Regions from separate parts of the Mus musculus genome. Here region 1 is linked to region 2. The links are chromatin contacts, called in public Hi-C maps. All regions are on one chromosome and are shown on one strand. Each heading gives the region's core, a stretch centred on a gene start, on an enhancer-like site or on the middle of the called end of the contact. The rest is flanking DNA. Distances are from core to core; before and after follow the strand shown. Region 1 overlaps Tbc1d5 (TBC1 domain family, member 5). Region 2 has its middle 13 kb from the start of Gm30958.

Evidence for each region. Hi-C and Micro-C count contacts between places; a contact is called where the count stands out from the background.
Region 1: a Hi-C map of bone marrow-derived macrophages shows a contact between it and region 2, with 17 read pairs. The contact joins two enhancer-like sites. A contact is called at or near these places in 1 of 484 Hi-C or Micro-C datasets (bone marrow-derived macrophages) and 3 of 115 datasets of contacts at active chromatin or transcription factors (cardiomyocytes, embryonic stem cells and large pre-B cells).

The regions. Positions count from the first base shown.
Region 1 is chr17:50,761,832-50,769,226 of GRCm38.p6, reverse strand. All of the region lies in intron 18 of Tbc1d5 (TBC1 domain family, member 5), which reads left to right. Among named protein-coding and RNA genes, the nearest start is that of Gm41598, 25 kb to the left of the region's middle. Within about 2 kb of position 5,611, at least 73 of the 459 cell types and tissues checked have an H3K27ac peak or open chromatin away from gene starts, as enhancers often do. A contact at or near this core is called in bone marrow-derived macrophages, where this site is marked.
Region 2 is chr17:50,366,647-50,373,678 of GRCm38.p6, reverse strand. No RefSeq gene overlaps it. Among named protein-coding and RNA genes, the nearest start is that of Gm30958, 13 kb to the left of the region's middle. Within about 2 kb of position 4,253, at least 37 of the 459 cell types and tissues checked have an H3K27ac peak or open chromatin away from gene starts, as enhancers often do. A contact at or near this core is called in bone marrow-derived macrophages, where this site is marked.

The DNA.
Region 1 (7,395 bases), core at 4,362-6,861, 390 kb before region 2:
TCTGGATGGTAGTTCCTTCGGGCTCTGCTCCGAACTTTGTCTCTGTAACTCCTTCCATGAGTATTTTGTTCCCCCTTCTAAAAAGGATTCTGAGCTTCTAGGCTAATATCCACTTATCTGTGAGTGCATATCAAGTGACTTCTTTTGTGATTGGGTTACCTCACTCAACATGATATCTTCCAGATCCATCCATTTGTCTAAGAATTTGATAAATCTGTTGTTTTTAATAGCTGCATAGTACTCCATTGTATAAATGTACCACATTTTCTGTGTCCATTTCTCAGTTGAGGGACATCTGGGTTCTTTCCAGCTTCTGGCTATTTTAAATAAGGCTGCTATGAACATAGTGGAGCATGTGTCCTTATTACAAGTTGGAGCATCTTCTGGGTATATGCCCAGGAGTGGTATTGCTGGATTTTTAGTTTATGGAATATTTTGGGGAATAAATGCATAGTGGCAAATTCAATGTATACAACAGTTATAACCTTAAACCAGGTTTCTTTTCCATTGGACAGGTTAAGAAATACCAAAAGTAGAACTAATTTTTGTTTAAAGCTCTATTTCCTTGGTCCAGTAGATTTCAGATTTTAACAGTATACCAGTATCAGCCTAGGACTTTTTATGTGATAAATAGAAACAGAAACAAAGGAGGGGGAGGGTATGGGGGACTTTTGGGATAGCATTGGAAATATAAATGAAGAAAATACCTAATTAAAAATAAATAAATAGAAACAGAAACAAATGTAATTCACTAAAACTATGAAAATTCTTTAATAAAGCTAGAGAGATTGATATTAAAAAAAAAACAATTATCTTCAGAAGAGTTGGTTCAGAAGTGGCTAATACATGTCTCCAAACTGTGCATGTGTAAAATCATACTTCAAAGGCTTCTGGGAAGTAGCGTTGGGGCACAGTACTAATGATCTTCACTGATGACAAAGAATGCATTCACTAACGCTCAGGAGTTACTGTGAAGTGGTGGGCAGTTGTGTGTACTCGGATAGATTTGGGCCATAGTGATACCTAACGTTTGGGCCTAGTGATACATAACACGGTAAAGTGGACACCCGCAGCGTATATAGGCAGGCATTCTGTGTATGCCAGACCAGCTACATGTAGTTTGATTGTCCAGCATTTCTTGAGAATAACATTATGAACTAAGAAATGTGAAATTCAGTATATCTTAGTTGTTCCTTGATACATAATTCTTGTTGGAACCAATTCACAGTTTCAAAGCAAGCATTACAATGCAAGTAACTATACTGAGGTGCATTCGCCTTCTGAGTTTAACATGCTAGAAAAGAAAAAATATAGAAAGATATGCTGCGTAATGTTTTTGTTCTCAGTGAGCAATAATCTCATATAATTAGAGTAAATCCGTTCAATTAAGAAATTCATCCAAAATATTCCAGGCACCATTTTGCTTACTGTGTATTCTGAATCATTGTTTCTAACTTCCCATCAGAACTCTACACGGCCCCCTCTTCAGTGTTAGGAATGGCCTGCGGAGCCTTTGATGATCTTTCTGTGGCCAGCTTCATATTAGTCCTTCCCCAACTTCTCTTTAGCCTTGTAGGAGTGCACAGCTCTTAAGTTCTCTTAAGTAAAACATGCTGTCTTATACATCTTTGTTGTTTTCCTTTCCTGTCTTTTCTAACCAAAATGATTCACATGGCCACCAAATTTACAGTTCTTTCAGGTCTCAGTTAAAGTACATCATATACTCAGATCGTTACTTAATCGCTTCTAGAGTCATTCAGCTCTTACATCAGAAAGCAGGCCCCTCCTCAAGCCTGTGAACATCGGGAGGCGGTGGGCATCCTGCTTGATTCATAGCTGCTGGCTCTGCAGTATGTGTGGCAGTGCCATTGAATTCATTTGGAAGCTCTCATAGGCCTGGTTTCCCTGAGTATTCTCTAAATCAGGTGTTATAGCTGGCACTCAGCAAAAAATTAGGAATAAATTCGTGTTCTTAAAGGTTTTGTGTGCTGTTCAAGTACTTGGTATAGCAGGAATCAGTCTGACATATTGCTGAGAGATAAGGTTCCTATAATCAGCATGGTGGAAATATGGATAACTCAGAGAATTTTCCCTCTCATTTTTTCCCAAAATTTTCATAACTGTTCGTATTTATATTAACAAGAAACACATCACAGTGGTTCTGATACTTGGCTCCTATTACCATTTGTAACTTAAGGTGTTTCTTATTCCATTTCTGATCCTCAACTTGGATTCAATGCAGACTTCTATGGGAGTCATTTACTTTAGAGAATGGTGATATAAGTGTCTTAATTCATTCTCATATGGCCAATTATCTTTAATACAGTGAAACAAAAAAACAACAAAAGCAACCTTAGCCAAGGTCTTTATGTCTGGGTCAGCCATTGTGTTGGGTGCCTGCTTCTGGTGCCAGGAAGAGCTCACAGATGGTCTTGCCCAGCTCCATGAAAAACTTAAATGAAAGCCCCTGGCACAGACTGGGCAGTTGCAGTCGTTTCCCTGTCCAGTTACATTAGACAGTGGCAGGCCTGTGATTGGACAGGAAAAGAAAGGGAGGTGGAGCTAGGATTAGGGGAGACAGAGACCTCACAGGAGGAGAAGCAGGGGTGGGGATGGGGGCATGGGGGAGGGGAGGTATTGGAGGGGGGGTGCTAAGAAAGCCAAATGGAGGAGACGAGCAAGAAGAAGATCCTGATCCCGAGTGGTTTTAAACAGCCACAAGTAGCTAAGATTTTTCACAAGGTTAGAATAATTGGGGTAAAACTTTTATCATTATCAATTGGCTCTGAAATTATTGTATTGGCATCTTGTAAATTGTGATCTTATTGTTATATAAATCTGATTGGGTAATTAAGCTTTGGTGCACGCCTTTAATCCCAGCACTGGGGGGTGGGGGGGGGGGCAGAGGCAGGCAGATTTCTGAGTTCAAGGCCAGCCTGGTCTACAAAGTGAGTTCCAGGACAGCCAGGGCTATACAGAGAAACCCTGTCTCAACAACAACAACAACAACAAAAAGTCATGTTTCTACTGGTTAATTCAGTGTTGAGATGGCTGATCATGGGGTGTGTGGGGTGCTGTGTGGAATCGAGATGAACTCGCTAGCTGGGAGAGAGTAGCTGGGTGGTGGCCCACCAGTTCCTGTACTAGAACTTGAATGTGGACTGGCACGGCAGGAGAGATGGCAGGTCTACTTTTTTAATATTTCCCACAACTCTGGATGATTTCATCCACTGGTCTGATCACATACAAATGTGGCAAAAAGGAAAATGTATCATCTGGGCTCATTGGCTTGGTGGAAAAGGGAGTGTATTACAGTTACAAAAGATTATTCAGGTTTCCTGATTATAAAAAAAAATGACGATCTAAAAGATGGGACCATAGCTCTAACAGAGACATTTAAACTTTTATATACAGGCCCTTATAGAAGAGAACATTTTCCCCAGATACAATGTTTAAGACAGGCAGTCAGTCCATAACAATACTTTCATACCTCCTGAATTTCAATAGAACTAACTTACTGAAATATGCAATATGTTTTTACCTATATAAAGGGAAATTATAGAGCTTTTACAGATAGTCTTTGATAGTATAGATCAGGAAGACTTTTATCATTCAAATCCTATTTAAGGTTTCACAGACAAAGTATTTTAATTATTTGGTATTTACTTTTCTCACAAGTTATTCACTTATATTTCATATTATTTATTGCTGTTTAGGGTATATTTGTCTAGAGAATGTTGTTTGGATTGATTTGGAGTCAACTTTGGTCTTTACAAACATTCCATCTCTTTTTTCCCCATGGTAATCGGTTTTATTTGGGGGAGGTTGTGTTGGAGATTGGTTCTGAAGCTGTGATTCCATCGGGAATCTGCATTGAAGGTCCTTGTCCCCAATAGCTGGGCGTGGGGTGGGACACTGAGCGCTGTGCAGGTAGATGCAGAGAGGAACGAATAGAATTCCAATGACTCGGGGTAGAAGGGTGGGACGCAGGCGCAGGAGATGAAGCCTCTCTGCCCTGTGAGAACGGTGGGTGGCTCCTGGCCACTTCCCTGTTTGGGCCTGGGGTATCAGTGGAAGGTTTAGGAGTACCCACCCAGCCTTTGAGGTATCCAAAGCATTTAAAGTTAGCTAGTGTGTGTGTGTGTGTGTGTGTGTGTGTGTGTGTGTGTGTGTGTGTGTGTGTGTGTTTTCCATTTGCAAATCCAGATAGCCCCTGAGTGGATGCATGCATGCCACCCACCAGGAGCACAAACCGGTGTAGCATAAAACTCACCACTACAAGGTTATATGTTTGTATGTACATATGTGTAACATGCTTAGGGATGCTAGAGATTGAAGTCAGGTGTCCTCCTCACTCACTCTCCACCTCATTCACCTTATTGTTTGAGGCAGGGTTTCTTGCTGAACCACAGCTTCTTGACTAGAAAGGAATGGAAGGGAGGGCCTTTTGCCCATCTGAAGGACCTGCTTCTCCAAGTTCTCTGAGTTGACTTCATAATTTGTTCCGCCTTTGCTCGCCTGCCACTCTCCTGTACATGCACGCACAGAATCGCATACGCACACACGCATGCACACACACATGCACACGTGTGCACATACATAGCAAAACACCAGTTTGTCTAGACTAGTTGGCTAGCAAGCTCCAGAGATCAGTGTCCACATATAGTCACCACTGGATTGCATCACACATGGCTACAGCTGGATGAGAAGTTGATGCAGGGGTCCAAAGCTGGGTCTCTATGCTTGAGGCATTTCCCCAGCCAACCCTTTTGCTTTTTAAAAATGTCTTCCCTAGTATGTTGTTCACATAATAATCTTATTTTCTTGTAAATATATAACCCCATATCCTTGTAGAAAATCCAGAAAAAAAAAAAGTATAATCCCACCATGTTTTTCAAAGTCAAGACTACTTAAAAAAAAAAAAAAACTTATACATTGCAATCTTATTTTTCCAGTTAGTCATCTGTTGTATGTCTGTGAATTGTCCATCAACAGAATATTTTTAAAAAACATGCAGGGTTCACGTGAGTATATGTGCTGTCCTTGGATGCCTGACTAATATCTTCAGTTGCTTTTATGTATGCACATGGTTCCCTGGGGTAATGTTCTAGGAGTACATTGCTAGTACAAAACAACAAAAAAGTAACATTTATAAAGCACTTGTTAGGCCAAACTGTGTCCTTTATCAAGACTCTCCAATAATCCAATCCCCTAAGAATTACAGGCCATACTAAATAGTGTTACCATCTTATATTTGGGCTCAAAGAGTTGCTGACTCGTTAAAGCCCTAACTATTGTATGTGACAGGCCTCTTATACACTAATGCTAGGGCTATAGCGTTCATATTCCAGCTTGTTCTCCAGTACAGCGGCTGAACTGCTTCACACACCCATACCCTGTCATTTAATGCAGTGTAATATGTAGTCATTGTGTTCTTGTTCTATTTTTCCTGATGCTGTCTTCCAGGGCTATTGCCATATGCTTCTCTGGCTTGGGTTTCATTCACACCAAGTGTGTGTGCGCGAGTGTGTGTGTGTTTTACCCTGTGTATACCACAGCTTCCTCAGAGCATCTGCAGCCTTCCTCCTTCTCATCAAGACTTTCCGTTTCCTGTTCTTCCCACTTCTTGTTCACCCATCTGTTCAAGCAAGACTGGGCGCCTTTCCTGTCTCTAGCTGCTATTCTTGGCTGGTTCCTGCTGCTGCTGTCAGTGTTGGCTCCCATGTCTGCTTATCTTGTGATCTGAGGACACTCTTAGAAGCTGAGCAGAGCCCACCCCAGGACCCTTCTCGCCCTGTTTTGCTGCAAAACTGACAGTCACTCTTGTCCATAAGTGACCCTCAAACATGGTCTCCATTAGGGACAGTGGGAACAGCAGACTATGTGTCAGACCCTAGCATCTCACACATTACTGGAAGGAAGAATGTGAGAGAGGGGTTTCTGCCCATCTGAAGATCCTGCTCCTCTCAGTTCTCTGACTTGACTTCATTACTGGTTTTTCCTTTGCTCACCTGCCACTCTCCTGTACATGCACACAGACACTTGCATACACACACACACAAAACTTTGTTGACTGGATCCTTGTTTCCTGGAACATGCTTTTCTATCATTGCTTCTGATTCCTCCTCCTTCAGTACCTTCAGAATTCTAGAAAACATGCTCTCATTTCCATGCATCCTCCTGCATCTTCTCCAGAGCTTCCTACTCCTTTCTTGGCTTTAAGAACGTACAGACTGTATCTTCCTCTAAACTCATAGAGGCCAGGAGCCCACATCTCAACTGTTATTGTATTTTCTGCATGGCTTAACACAATGTAAATGAATGTATTTATTAATCAAGTTGATAAGGAAGTAAATAATAAATCATAAAACCTTATACTATTTAAAAAATATCAAAAAGGTACTGAAGGTATATAACTAACACCTGAAAGATGTATTTTATAAACAACCAAATTGCATAATATTCAGCCAACTTAATGCCCCTGTAGAAATGCCTTTCTTCTTTTAAATAAGGTCTCACCATGTAGTGCAGGCTGATCTTCAACTGCCAGCAATCTTCCTGCCTCACCCTTACAAGCAGTGGATTTGAAATGTACTACAATGATAAACCATTTCTAAACATTTTAGAAAGGAAATAGTTTAGTGAACCACTAGAAGTTAGTATCTCCATTACAGTTGGTAAATGTGCATTAAATCTTTGCTAGGAAAGCGTAGAACATGAATGTGAGTCCATCTAGGGAAGACATGGGCGAGCAGCCAAGGGATCTGGTTCTTGGTTGGCTGCCTAACCTGGAGCATATACTCCCAGAGAATATGGCTGACAGGAATATCTGTCAGTAAATGAGAGGATCTGCCACACAGGTTTGTTGTGAAGAGTAAATGGATCCATACATGAAAAGCTCATTGTGAGGGTCTATATACGCTCAGCCCATGGAGTGGCACTGTTAGCAGGTGTTCTCCGTGGTGGAGTAGGTGTGGTGTCACTGTGGGCGTGGACTTTAAGACCCTGATCTTAGCTGCTGGAAGCCAGTATTCTGCTAGCAGCCTTCAGATGAAGATGTAGAACTCTCAGCTCCTCCTGCACCATGCCTGCCTGGATGCTGCCACACTCCCACCTTGATGATAATGGACTGAACCTCTGAACCTGCAAGCCAGCCCTAATTAACTGTTGTCCTTGTAAGAGTTGCCTTTTTATCTGTTCACAGCAGTAAAACCCTAAGACACTCATTGTCCAGTTTATTTAATATCACTCTCCAAAAAGTTAGATGCTAGCTTTTTTTCTTTTCTAGTAAAGTATCCCCTGCCCTCTAACTCTTACCTATAAGGCTTCCAAATACAGTTTGCTGTGGTCTGTAGGTAGCCCAGCCTCGGGTGTCCAGTTCTTGCCTTATATATG
Region 2 (7,032 bases), core at 3,004-5,503:
GTGCTCTCCGTGGGCCTTTCCTCTGTGTGTGTGTGTGTGTGTGTGTGTGTGTGTGTGTGTGTGTGTGTGTGTGAGAGAGAGAGAGAGAGAGAGAGAGAGAGAGAGAGAGAGACTGAGAGAGAGAGACGGAGACAGAGAGAGACAGAGAGAGAGACAGAGAGAGACACAGAGAGAGAGTTTTATGGAGTGTATATGTGTAGAATATATATTGATTATGTGTAGAGTGTATATGTGGTGTGTGTAAATGTATAGAATATATGTGGTGAGAGTAAGTGGGTCCTGTATGGTATGTATAAATGTGTGGAGTATGTATGGTGAATGTAAATATACAATGTTTAGTATGTATGTGTAAATATGTAGTTGTGTGTGTGGTGTATTGTGCAATGTACAGAGTGTGTGTTCAGTATGGTTTGTGTATGCAGTATGTGCACAATCAATCTCTATTGTATTTTAACTGTTTTTATTCAATATACTTTGATCATGTTTTCCCTCCCTAACTCTTCCTAGATCCTTTCCACCTTGCTACTCACCCTATATTGTGTTCTCTCTCTCTCTCTCTCTCTCTCTCTCTCTCAAAAACAAAAAGAAAAGCTCAAAAAGATGAAAATAAAAACAAATAAACAATCAAACAAACAAAACCAAGACCAAAAAAATGCTGAAATAAAATAGAGTTTGTTTTTGTGCTGGCCAACTACTCCCGAACCTGCCTTCAAGTGTGGTTGATATACCCAGTGACACTCCATTGGAGAAACCTGAATTTCCCTTTGCCAGTGCATATCAATTGCAAATAGCTTCTTAGTTAAGTATAGGACTGGACAGATGGTTCAGCTGTGAAAGACTAGGTTCACAAAGAAATACATATTTTGATTTTTTGATCTCTTTTTAAAATCAGACCATTAGTCCCACCATGAGATCTCAGAACCCCACCTTCTTCACCCCTTCAACTTGCCTTCAAATAATATCGCATCAAGGATTAAAACCTAACCATGTGAATGCTGGAAAAGACACAGGATGCAGATACCTGGTCTTTCATGAAAGCTTCCTTCTGGGGCAGCCACACCCACCTCAGAGGGTGCATCCTGGGCTGGCTTCCCAGTACCCTATCTTGGGGCATCAGCTCAAAGAGCAGCTCAGGAAGGAGTTGGAGTGGGTCCCACATTGCTGCTGACCTCCAAGTGATGGGGAGGAGGTTAGGGAGAGTAGAGGAGCTGGACCACAAGCTCTATACTTACCATAGGAGGACCAGAGATGAAGATGAGCCCAGTGTGTGAGCCAGTGTATGGACAGCTAGACAGACAGGGACAGGCTGCAGCCTGCTCTGTGTCTTCAGGGCAGAGTGGGGAGGACACGACAATCTGTGTTCTTATAGAGTTGATCACAAGGAGATCAACTGTTCAAACATCACACAGACATGCCCATACACACATGCACACATATATACATATGCACACATATGTAGACACACATGCACACACTCACATACACAAGCACACTTATATACATATGCACACATATGTAGATACACATGCACACATTCACACACACATGTGCACATATGCACACATATGTATTCACACACACACACACACACATACCAGTCCATAATAATTCCTAAATATTACTAAAAGATTTTCCATATTTGTAATCCACAGGAAGTTTGTACCAGCCATATGATCTGACAGATTATATTCATTTAATACAAAAAAATTAAGGGATTTGTCTAGGGTCACATAATCAGACCAGTGCCCCACCTGCCTATGGACTAGCTTGCACAGTCTGCCGATTTCCAGCCTTTTCATAATTCTCTCAGTCACCTACAATGGCATTTGAGAAACAGCAACACTAGGACTGTGAGCCATGTGCTGTGAATGCTGTTGTCTGGCAGCACCTGAGACCCTCATCTTCATTTCAAAAGTAAACTACATTAAAGTCAGTTGATAAGCAGGTAGATATTGGAACTAATGTGACATCATACCAGAACAGCAAAAATGCAGTGTCAAGGCTGATGTCATTGTTCTTCTCTGACATTGTGGCAACTGATATCTCAGTCCATCCAGTGACTCACTCAGGCCAGCTTCCCATGACCATAGATGCTCTCATACCCACCACATCACTGTCTTTAAGAGACTACCTACCTCCAAAACAGGACTGGAGTCTGTGTCATTTGTCTATCTTCAGGTCACTGGCCCCTGTAACAGCATCCTACTTCACCAGGCTGGTCCCAAACTCAGAGATCTGCCTGCCTTTGCCTCAAAAGTGCTAAGATTAAGGGCATGAGCCACCATGACCAGCTGCCCACCTGTAGTTTTCAATAAAACCTGGATATGCAGTTAAATGTGAATTTGCAAACTTGACTGGGAACCCTGTTTGTTAGTTAGTTTTGTAATTCCTGCATCATTGTGTCTTGTCTGCCTCCAGTCTCCACAGGTTGTATAGTAAGCATCAACACTGGGCTTCTTGCTCTTGTGGGGGGAATCATTTTGCTAAACATCAAAATCTGCAAAGAACAGAGTTGCTTGGGAATCAAGTGTCTCATGTACCTGGAGTCTAGGTCAGTTGTCTCTTGTAATCTTTCTCTGTGCCCAGGCTTGCCTGGACATCAAGGGCAGATGCCCCTAGTCTTCATCCCACAGGCTCTAAGCAGAGGTTCTGCTCTGGTAGAACAGAACACTTGGAACTCTTGTTTCACCCTTAGTAGAGAGGAGCCATCCCTTATCCCCCCTGGATTTGGAAGAGAGCCCTTCCTGAACAAGTTGCTGGTCTACAACTGTCTACTGACCCATGGTCCAAGCTTCAAAGCTCCAAGAACCATCCCTATGGTACATTCTTGTCAGTCATGAAAGCTATATGGTTCTTCCCATCTTTTTAATTCCTGTGCCAATCTCTCAGCTATTTTTAAACTGAGGGAGCTGCTGGAGGTACAAGATAAGGGGAATGTTAATTATTAATCTTCTAAACCTGAGTAGCATTCACTACATTTGACATTTATGTATTTTATTTGTGTTTGCTTAGCTGTCTGATTAATGTGCAGGGGTCATGGCCAATCTATTCACTGTTTCATTCCCTGTGTTTACCACATTGCTTGGCATAGATTTCAATGCCAGAATGATTGAATGAATGACTGAAAGAAATAAATGGACAGATAATGAATAATACATTGTATTTTTATATTGATGCCGCTCATATTCTCAATATATAAATTTAAATCTTCTACTAAAACAATATAAGACCTGAACATAGATAAATATTGTTTCTTGCCTGTCACAGTGTCACAAACACATGAGTTGGAACCCTCTGGGCTAGTGACTGCATTCTAGTGCAGCAACTGCCCTGAGAAGTACATTGAAGCTGGGCCCAAGCTCATGTGAACAATGCCCAGTGGTCAACAACTAATGTTTCCCAGTCATACAGTGAGGACTGTAGGACTGCTTAAACAGATGTGTCCCTCTTGGCTTAGAGACATCTAGGGCTCACTTAGGGCTACAATGTCTACATGGGAAGAGAACTGCCCTACTGGATGTCTGGTAACCATCCATACTCCTGCTGCAGGGAAGCTAAGCCTCCAAGTACAGTGGCTCGTAGATCCCTTCCCCTCTCACTGGCTCCAGTAGTTACAGGATTTGAGAGACATGATGTCACAGCCCATAAAGTTTGTTACAGTGGAAGGAAACAGGGCACACAATGGCACCAACTGAGCCAAATTCAAAACAAGATCTTTCGGGAGAGAGAGTACCGTTTAGCTATCATTCACAGATTCTTGGAGCTGATCCTCCAGCTGCATCCTTGGAGAGACCCAACCCTGATGTGGTGGGGTTCTCCCACTTCCTGGGTTCTGCTTGCATCAACTCAAAGCAAGAATCTTGCTTTGGTTTTGAGCTTCCCATATGTTTCTGGTATATGGTTTGGTGTGGGAGGAAGAACACATTATGTGTAGCTCCAGTCGCCATGGTCACCTTGTCCTCAGTTCCCTTTCTGAGTCCTCTCAGACTCACAGTGCTTCCCTTGTCCTGTCTCTACACAGCCTTAGCTGAGCTGGTGTCAGTCCCCCTTCTTTGTCTCCCTGCACACACTTCAGGGCCTGGCCTTTGACTTCCTAACCCAGGTTGTCACGGGCCCCAGACAAGGGTTCCTCCCAGCCCAGTGGCTAGTGGTTTTCCACCTTGGGAAATTTTGCAAACTCTAGTGTCAGGCAGCATCCAGATGGGTCACATGAGGACATATGAAAACTCACCAGCTGGTTCCAGATAGGCGAAGAGAACAGTCCCAGCTGCAGCCCCACGTGACATGTTTTAAGTCACTGCACAGGGACCGGAACTACACCACTCTGTCCATAGCAAACTCCAGTGCCGATCTCCAGGATATCATGAAGGGATCTGAATGGGCTGGGCTAGGGATTGGAAAGGCATCCAGCTAGAAAGGTGGACCTCTGAGGCTGTGCTGCAAGGCCCTTGGGTCTAGACAGCAATCACCCCTCAGAAAGGAGGTTTACACTGCAAGTTAACAGGAAGCTCTGAGGACAGCAAGGATGTGGGACAGATAGCCTCAATCCACTTAACTTGACCCTGGGTTTCCCAAACTTGCCTAAGGACACCTCTTAATCCCCCCAGGGAATCTTTTTGTAAAATTTAGTCCTATCTTCCTATTTGACCAAGTGCTAGAGGTTAATCAGCTTAAGTTTCCAATATTTATACAATATTTATACAATACTACCCTGTGTGAGTATCGGCATTAGTAATAGTTGGATTCTGGAGTTTCTTAAAGTGTCAAGTATCTTTACAGCGCTAATGCCTTTCTTCCTATAAGACATAATTAAGACTCAAACTTCCTAAAGTGACAATACCAGGCACCACTGTGGATTGAATACTAACCAGACAGTTAAATAAAGTACTTTAAATATTAAAAAAATTCAATTTAAGAAATGATGACTGACTGCCCCCTGGAGTCATGTCCTCTCGCATGTTTCTCAGGAGCTTCCAGGAATAACAAAGGCAGAACTTGGTGCCTGAGAAGCACCTGCCAGGGCCCAGCCCTTGGTCTTTACTATCATCCAGTGGCTGGCTCGTCTTTACAAAAGTCTTTGTGTGTTGATGCTGTTGTCAGTCCCGTTTCACCTGTAAGCTGAGCCACAGAGAGGTAATATTGCCCAAGGTCTTAACTAGCCAGAGATGGGGAAGGCTCTCAGGGAACTAACTTCTTACTGCCTCTCTGTACTATGGACTACATAGCATAGGGTCTGGTCAAGTAGTGAGCCCCCCTCCGTGTGTTTAATGAGCTGAGGCTGGCGTGGGGTTCCTTGAGCCTTCTGCTTTGGTGAGCACGAGGGCTGTTATTGGTTGTCAACTTGACTACATCCAGGGTGAAGCATAATCCAGAAATGGAGGGTACACCTATGAGAGATTTTTTGCTTGGTTCAAAGTGGGTGAATCCACTTCTAGTCTGGACCTTTGAGGTAGGAAGACTTACGTCTTTAATCTGGATCTTGAGGTGGGAAGACATTTAACCTATGCCATACCTTCTGCTGGAAGTCGATATTAGGACATTGTAGGAGGAGGTGTCTGCTCTTTGCCTGCTTGCCCTCACCTTGCTAGCACATCCATTCCTTCCCTGGCATTGGAACCTACTTCTTCAGGATTCCAGGGTACACTGAAGAGCAGATATGAGAAGACAGCCAGCCTTGTGGACCGAGCAACAACTGCATTCTTGGACATGCCATGCACAGTCAGCCATTGTTGGATTAGCTGGACTGTAGCCTGTAAGTAATTCTGATAAATCATATATATGTAATATATCCACATATATTACATATATCTACATGTATTACATATATAATATACAGATGTACATAATATATACATATATGTATAAGTATATATAATGCATATGTATAATAATATGCATATAAAGTATGTATAATATATGCATAGATAGTTGCATATGTATATAATAACACATATACATATGATATATGTATGTATGTATATATATGCGTGTGTATACATATATAAATGCATATATGTGGTAGAGAGATAGATAATAGAGAATCATTCCATGATTCTGTTACTTTAGAGAACCCTAATTAATACAGTGAGCCTGTGTCCTACTGCTTGCACACTGTAGCCCCCCAGCACAAGCCAGTTTGCCTGCCCAGACAGGGATCTGTTGCCATGTAGTATCGAAATGACAGTGTGGGTTTCTAAAGAAGTTCGAGCCTCTAGCATGCTGGCCCCAACAGCCCAGAAGAAAAATTACAAAGCAGCTTTAGTCACCCTCGCTGTTTTTCTGAACTGCCATTGAATTCCCATTTAAGATGTCCGTGGCGGTCTAGGGTATAGCTCAGTTGATAGGATGTTTGCCTAAACTGCCCTAAAACCTAGGAACTCTAAAATCAGCTGTGGCTGAAATCCCAGGGGAAGAGGCAGAGGGATCAGAAACTCAAGGTTACCCATGAGATCTGCCAGGGTTATATGTGACCCTGTTGTTTCAAAACAAATCCCTAAAAGTCAGGTTACTGGGTGGTAAATATATAAATCTAGCCATTACTCTTGCATGGACTTAGGCTGTTAGCAGAATCCTTCTTCTTTGCTAACAAAACTCCAGGTATTTTTGTTCATTTTGTTTGTGTTTGTTTGTGTTTTCAGGGTAGTGTTTATTCATCCACCCAGCAGCTGTGGTAAGGGCACTGGGAGTAGGTGATAGTAACTGGGTGAAGCCACTGGAGCGATGGGCAGCTGGTCTCAGTCTCTACCTTCCCACACTAACATCTGTGAAGCCAACTCCTGAGGCTGGGCCTCTTGGTGATATCCAGGAACTTCCTGGACACACAAACAATTCACAGTTTCCGTGCTATATGAGACAAGAACACTGATCTTGGGCCTAAATCTCCTGCCTCTGTGCCCAGCTCAGTTGCATCGACCGCTAGCAACATTAGATTTTTACATTTAAGTCCATTCAAAGTTTCAAAAATACACCCCCAAAATCAAATGTCCTTTTCTTGGCCACAGAGCCACAGAGCCAGGAGAGCCACAGAGCCAC